Regions from separate parts of the Gossypium hirsutum genome. Here region 1 is linked to region 2. The links are chromatin contacts, called in public Hi-C maps. All regions are on one chromosome and are shown on one strand. The core of a region is the stretch at or near the end of the contact, and the rest is flanking DNA. Distances in the headings are between cores, read along the strand shown.

What was found. A called contact is a pair of places that touch in the nucleus more often than the background predicts.
Region 1: a contact with region 2 is called in a Hi-C map of leaf, with 4 times the contacts expected there. The contact joins the promoter of LOC107896654 here to the promoter of LOC107896662 in region 2. A contact is called at or near these places in 2 of 34 Hi-C or Micro-C datasets (both in leaf).

Annotation. Positions count from the first base shown.
Region 1 is chrA10:93,375,966-93,379,283 of Gossypium_hirsutum_v2.1, forward strand. It overlaps LOC107896654 (auxin response factor 1), which reads left to right and starts at 1,999. Exons shown (of 16, transcript NM_001399833.1): 1 at 1,999-2,150; 2 at 2,278-2,299; 3 at 2,958-3,054; 4 at 3,202-3,308. The coding sequence starts at 3,009.
Region 2 is chrA10:93,049,844-93,053,372 of Gossypium_hirsutum_v2.1, forward strand. LOC107896662 (zinc finger protein 830) reads left to right here and starts at 1,481. Exons shown (of 9, transcript XM_016821880.2): 1 at 1,481-1,780; 2 at 2,153-2,255; 3 at 2,821-2,920. The coding sequence starts at 2,167. It overlaps LOC107896663 (protein STICHEL), which reads left to right. Exons shown (of 6, transcript XM_016821882.2): 6 at 1-56.

The DNA.
Region 1 (3,318 bases), core at 749-3,248, 330 kb after region 2:
TTCAAAAACATTTGAACAATTTTTTCTATAAATCATTATTATATATTTTACCCTTTTAATAGTTAATAAGGATAAAATAATAATTTTGTATAGCGGAGCGAGGCAAATAATTACCATAATCACTTCATATTTACTATCTAAAAGAAAAAATTCACCCTACTCCATCCTGCATCTACTTTTCAAAAAATAAAAAGATCTACTTCATATGGATTGGATCGATTCAAAATCCATGAGACAGTTCGGACTTTACCATCCTTATACGAGATCAATAGAGTTATTATCAATAATGAAGTCTAATACTCCACATGTTTTATTTTTATTTTTTTAAATATAATGAAGTCACATGATATTATATTAATCTTTTAAATTTATTTATGTTTATTGGATCGAGTGATAATAAATTTGATATTCTTTAAAGAAAGTTTTTTGAGGATAGAAAAATTTAACATTAAAAGAGTTTTATCTTATTTACGAGCCTGATCAGACTCGATTTTGAATTTTATCATGATATAATATAACTATGGATGAACCTAAATATATTTTTTAAAATTTATATATATTTAAAAAAAACAAAAAAAAAACCCAAATCTACTAGTTACAGGGTTAGAGCAGTGGCACCAATTATTGTTTAATTTCCTTTTGTTTATGATACTGATAAGTGAAGGCAAAGTCAAAGGTGAAAGAATTATTAAGGATTAATTAATGTCACAAAACGTACAAAGCATGATTAATTGCACTAAAAAAACAGATGATTAATTAAATAATAATAATAAAGAAGTAATTAATTAAGATAAGATACGTAGGTAAGGCAAGCAGGGTAGCTTTTAATTAATGAGGGAAATTGTTGTGCGTGACGTGAACTAAGGGACAGCCAGCCCAAAGATGCTGCCTGTAGGAATTTCAGGGCACGCCTGCCTGCCCCCATTACTTCTATAAATCTCATTTACATAGTAAATTCTTTTTCAATTCCACTTCAATAATTTAAATATTCTAATATTCAACTCTAGTTTTTATATATTTTTTTGTTCCTCTTAATTAGTATTAGTAAAAAATTTGAAATTAATTTATATTTTATTCAGTAAATATGATTGGTTTTATCTTAAAATTTCAAAATAAATCTCTATCAGGTGTATCACTCTTTCTAACTTCATATTATTAAATAGCAGTTTAGACTAAAAGTCATTTTATTCTTCGTTCGAAATTAAAAGGTTAACACCAATAAATAGTTGAGTGTAATGCTAATACATATTGCACTCTTAAAAGGATAATTCAAGTTCGAATCTTGAAAAAGATATTAATGAGAGGATCAGTCACAAATCTTGAATGTAGACTGTAAATCTAAATTTTTTTAGAAAAAAATAAAAAAAAAGAAAAAAACAAAACAACCTTCTATAGTTAAGGTTGAATACAAAGAAGAAAATCGATAGTTAAGGTTGAATTTGTAAAAAAAAAAAAGAAGAAGTATCGGAGTGAGTCTATTTATCTAATTCTGATTTGACTATTTATTAATAAATATGTAGTTTTAAAATATAAATATTAATATACTTGTATATTTCAATATGTTTTCAAAATAAGTGGCATAAAATAAATTCAGACCAAAATACTTCACATACACATCTAATTATGAAACTAATTTTATTGAGTTTTGACATATAAATTTTTTAAAAAAATAGATAATTATGTAATATATTATTATTTTGTAATATTTTTGTTTCTGACATAAGCATTCAATTTCAATGAGTCCTAATTTTTTTTATTTTAACATGATTTAGTTATTATGAAATTTAAATAAAATTAGTTTTATAGATAAAAAATATTATTTCAATAAATTAAAAACATTATGTTTATTTTTCAGAAAACATATAATAATATTCATAAATTTAAGTCAATGATATAAAATAGTGGGAAAAAGACTAAATCTATATTTATTTATGATAATAGAAAGATAAAAATAATAATGGGGATTTCTTTTAAATTTTTTATAGGTGTATTTAGAAGAGAGAGGAAGAAATAAGGGCTAAAAACAAAAGAAAAAACCTAGAGAGAGAGTGTTTGTGTGTAAGAAAAAGAACAGAAAAAGAGGCAGCCATAGCCAAAAGAGCTCTTGTCGGCTTCGACCGAACATTGACGCAAACAAACTTATTTACACTGTTCGCCTCCCTCCTTTCTTCTTCCTTTTGTTTCTATTTTTTTTTTCTTTTCAATTACTTTGTATATTTTTTTTTTGGATCTGCTTTGTGTTTTCAAGCCTAATTTTTGTTTCTTTGGATCCTCCAGATTGAACAGAGAGCACTCAAAGGTAAGTTATTTTCCCCTCTTCAAATTAGTAAATTTTTGGGGGTACTTTGATTGCTCAGAAATGGAAGAAAATAGGGGAAGAAATGCTAATTTTCTGTTGCACTTGTTGACTGAAAATTTTGCTTACTGGTCACCAATTAGTTTTGTTCACTATTCCTCTTTTATATATATATATTTTGAGAAATAAAATATATAATTAGACCCTTTTTATCAGATCTCAGCTCATTTTTTTCATTCTTTTCTATCTTTCTCACATATGTGATACGTATGTGCGAAGATTGTGATTTCTGTAATTGCAGAATCGCCGGGTCTTTAGAGTCATTGAATTTATTTATTTATATTGTAAACAGCAGTTTGGATCATTAGAATTGTTGGGTTTCTTTTCACTTTTCATTTTTGTTGGTCCATTTCGTTGTTGTAGGGACTTGTTAATATTCGGGTTCCTATAAGGCTCAAAATAGGGTAGAGGTAGACTGACACAGAGGTAGCAATTAGTAATTAAGGGTTTTGATCAGTCAGCTTTGTAGGATAATCAGAACGAACAATAATGTAACCTCAATTGTAAATGCAATCTTAATTAATGGTTTTGCACTATATTTACATGTTTACTTCTATAAATTCAGTGTTGTATCCTTTAATACAACCAATCTTCAGCACAGGGTTTCCATTGAGTGATTGCTTTCTGCTGGTTTCTTTTGGAGGGCGTTTCTATGGCTTTTCCGGCATCAGAAATTCCATCTGCTGAACAACAAGCAGGTTTGTGTATTTTTACATGGTCTACATATTTTCCTAAGTTTTAAATGTGTCAAACTGAAATTTAGTTTCTTGGTATCACAAGATATTACGGTGACTTATTACTTTTTCTTAAATTTTTTCTTCCCTATCTCTTTTATGTGATCACAGATGATCCTTTATATCGTGAACTATGGCATGCCTGTGCTGGACCTCTTGTCACACTTCCTCGTGTTGGGGAGCGTGTTTATTACTTCCCACAAGGTCACATGGAACAAGTATGTCTAC
Region 2 (3,529 bases), core at 231-2,730:
ATGCTGTAAAACGACCTTTTAAATTTTTCCAACAGGTTTTGGTTTTTTGTTTTTTATTTCCAACTTCCAATACGAGTAAAATACGGAATTCAGTCCCCCAGGGTCTTTAATTATGATGGATTCATCTCAATTACTCACTACTTACCTAATTATTTTTAATTTTTATGATACAAAAATAAATAATTTGTATTTAAAATTGTAAAAGTAACTTAAACATGTTATGTCAATTTATTTTTTTTAATGAAATACTATATAATAGTTATTAATTATTTTAAGAGTAAATTCCAGAACTAATTGAAATTAAGTTTTTTTATTAGTCTAATAATAAATTTAACTCTTTAATATTTACATATTCTATTAATTTGATCTTAAATAAAAAATTTAATAAATTTAGCTTTAATGTTCACAAAATTTGTATCTTAGTTCAAATTTTAAAAAAATTAATAAGTTTAGCCCTCAATATTTATGGGCCGAGTTCAGACAAATTTGAGTTGAACCTAGATAATAGGCTTTTAAAAATTATCTTTACTTAGTTCAACTCGACCTTGAAGTATATTGACATTTTATTCAATCCGAACCTTACATAAAATAAAGTAATTTGGGCTTATAAGATTAATTTTTCAATAAAAATGTAATTACATTAAACAAATTTTTTATTTTAATAAACCACCATTTTAATCTATCTACCACAAATTTTTGGGGTTCATTGCTGTTACAATTGAAGTTAGAGAAAAATGGGAACAAAAGAAATGGCCGACTCCAGGGGCATGGGCATGAATTCCTGGTGCTTGAATGGCCGCCTCCAGGGACGTGGTTGTTGCTAATGAATGGCGTTATGAATACTTGGTACTTGAAAGCTTGTGATAATTAGGCTCAAATCTGCAACCTACTTTTTTCACTATAAAAAGAAAAAAAAAATGGCAGAACAGAAATAGGACATTTGAGGGAAGGATGAGATGAACTGCTAGTTTTAGCAAGGGGAGCTGAGGGCAGTGCTAGTGGTGAGGGGCCGGAGATGCTGCTGGGGCTGCTGCTGGGGCTGCTGCTGGAGCTGGAGTTTGAAAATTTTTATATTTAAAATAAATATTAAAGGGTTAAATTTATTATTAAATATAAAAAAACTTTATTAAATGCTGATTTTTTCTTTAAAAGGGTTAAATTCACAAAATTTATAAATTTTTTAGAATTCAAGATTTATTTTTTTATAAATATTGAGAGCTAAATTTATTGAATTTAGTAGAATTTAAATTAAAATTACGAATTTTATGAATATTAAAAATTAAATTTATTAAATTTATTATATTTAAAATTAAATTAATAAAATATGTAAGGATTAATTCTATTATTAGACGAATAAAAAACTAACATCAACCTCTCATCACTTATATAATAATGACAAAAATATTTAATTTATTAAATAAAAATAAAAATAATTAAATGATAAAAATAGAATAAAATCAATAATTTGGTCACCATTTTTATACTTTACCCCTCAAAAATCAATTTGATGACTCTATTCGAACCAATATACTTGCTTGTTTCCGGTTCAACCCGTCCCTGGTCGGTTTGTTCCGGTTTCTACAGTAGAGGACGTTGGTGTTTCTACATTAGGTTACGACCTTTTTCTCCTTTACTTTTTGGCTTTCTACCGGGAAAAGGAAACTGCAGCTCTCTCTTCTCTCTCGATTTGCGACCACTTCTTCTTCTCCCTTTTTCTTTCACGCGTAACTTGCGTCTTCGTCTTACGTATAATCCAATTTCCAACTGTTCAAGAGGCCAGGTACTGTTACTTCATTGTATTATATATATATATATTAAATTTTCAGTTGTCTTTCAGAATTTACTTGTTTATTTCTTTGTATTATTTGGTCTTATATTTTCCTTTTCTACATATTTCTGATTTGTCCCCGTCACTCTGTTTTCTCTTTAATTTTATGAATACTTTTTGGAAATTTAATAGGGCAGTGTATCGGTGGGTTATTAAAGCATTAATTTTAACCTTGTAATTTAGCCTTTTTATTTCTTGTTTTCTCTATATTGTTGTGAATTTTTTATAATCTAAGCCTTTTATAACGCTGATTATACAAATTTATTTACTCAAGAAGCAATTATTTGCGATTTTTTAGAAGAATTTGTTTTATTCATTGTTAAGGTTGTAAAGAGGAAATGGATGCCCAAGGGAGGAACAAGGCGTTGTTTCGCGCCAAATTGAATGCACAAAAGAAGGAGAAGCGCATAGATTCTCCCCTTATCAGGTAAATTTATCACTTTATTACAATATACTTTAGCCATGAAATGAAAATATTATGTCCTGGCAATGCTTTTCTATTTTGTTTTTTTTTCTTGTAATATATATTTTTTGCTTTTCAATGTCTGTTTTCTAAAGGATTGGTCCGAAATATATCCTTCTGGAACTTGGGGTAAGGGGTAATTTTCTGTGGGGAAAATTTTGTCACGCTTGCATTGGATTTCTTCTTGCTTCTTGAAATGACTCTCAAATGTTATGATTATTTTCATGGTTATGTTCTAAAATTAGATCTTTTTTTTTCTTGAGGATGTTGCTTCTAAGTTTTTGGAGGCTTGTATAAAGTCTATACTTGTCATTGTCTATTAAGTGTACAATGTGAACGGATGAAAACATAATTTTAATTGGTACTTCTTTTGGTATAATTTCTTTAAATCTGCCTCATTGTTCTATATATAGAGTGTTAATGGTGGTTTTGATTTTCATCTTCTAAAGTTGGTTGCTATATAATACTTAAATTAGTTATGTTTTGTTTTTTGACTGTAATTTCTCTTTCTTTGCTTTTCCACATGCAGTTACAATGAATCTGACCAACCTGTCTGCCGGGTTTGTGATGTCGTTTTGAAATCTGTATCCCATTGGGATGCACACCAAGCTTCTCGTAAACATCATGAGGTAATGTCTGTTTCCCTGTATGACCCTCAGAATCTTGACAAAAACTCTCTGCCTAAGGTAGGTTCAAAATGCTGTTATAATGCTAATGTGAGAACTCACCAGGCATGTTCGATGATGCTGAGTGCCTTTGGGAGCAGTCTTTAGGTAATTGATTAGGTCTTGGAGATAGTTGACCATAAGATGGTTTATGGAGTGTGGTGAGAATGCTACAACGTTAACGAAGAATGTTGATACTACTTTTTCTTGCTTTGAAATATATATGCCATGTTCTTTTCTTATAATCTTTGAAGTTTAAGGAAGTACTTTTGTTGGATTAGCTGAGTTTGATTTTTTATTGCCAATATATTGTGTACCTCTGCAAGGTTGAGGAAAACTTTTGAGTACATTAAAGCTATAACATGCTCTGTTTATTTGCCTCCTCAGTCTTACGGCATATGTTCTTCTGTCTATTTTTTATCATCCTTAATCTGAAAGGGTTTTGGAATGTGCTTTTGACAGTTGTCAACTTGTGTAAACTCTGTAATTTCTCTGATTGTGATATATAAATTTGAATAATTTAGTTGCACCAGATATGAGCTTTGAGTAACATGTCCTGCCCTTATTATCTTC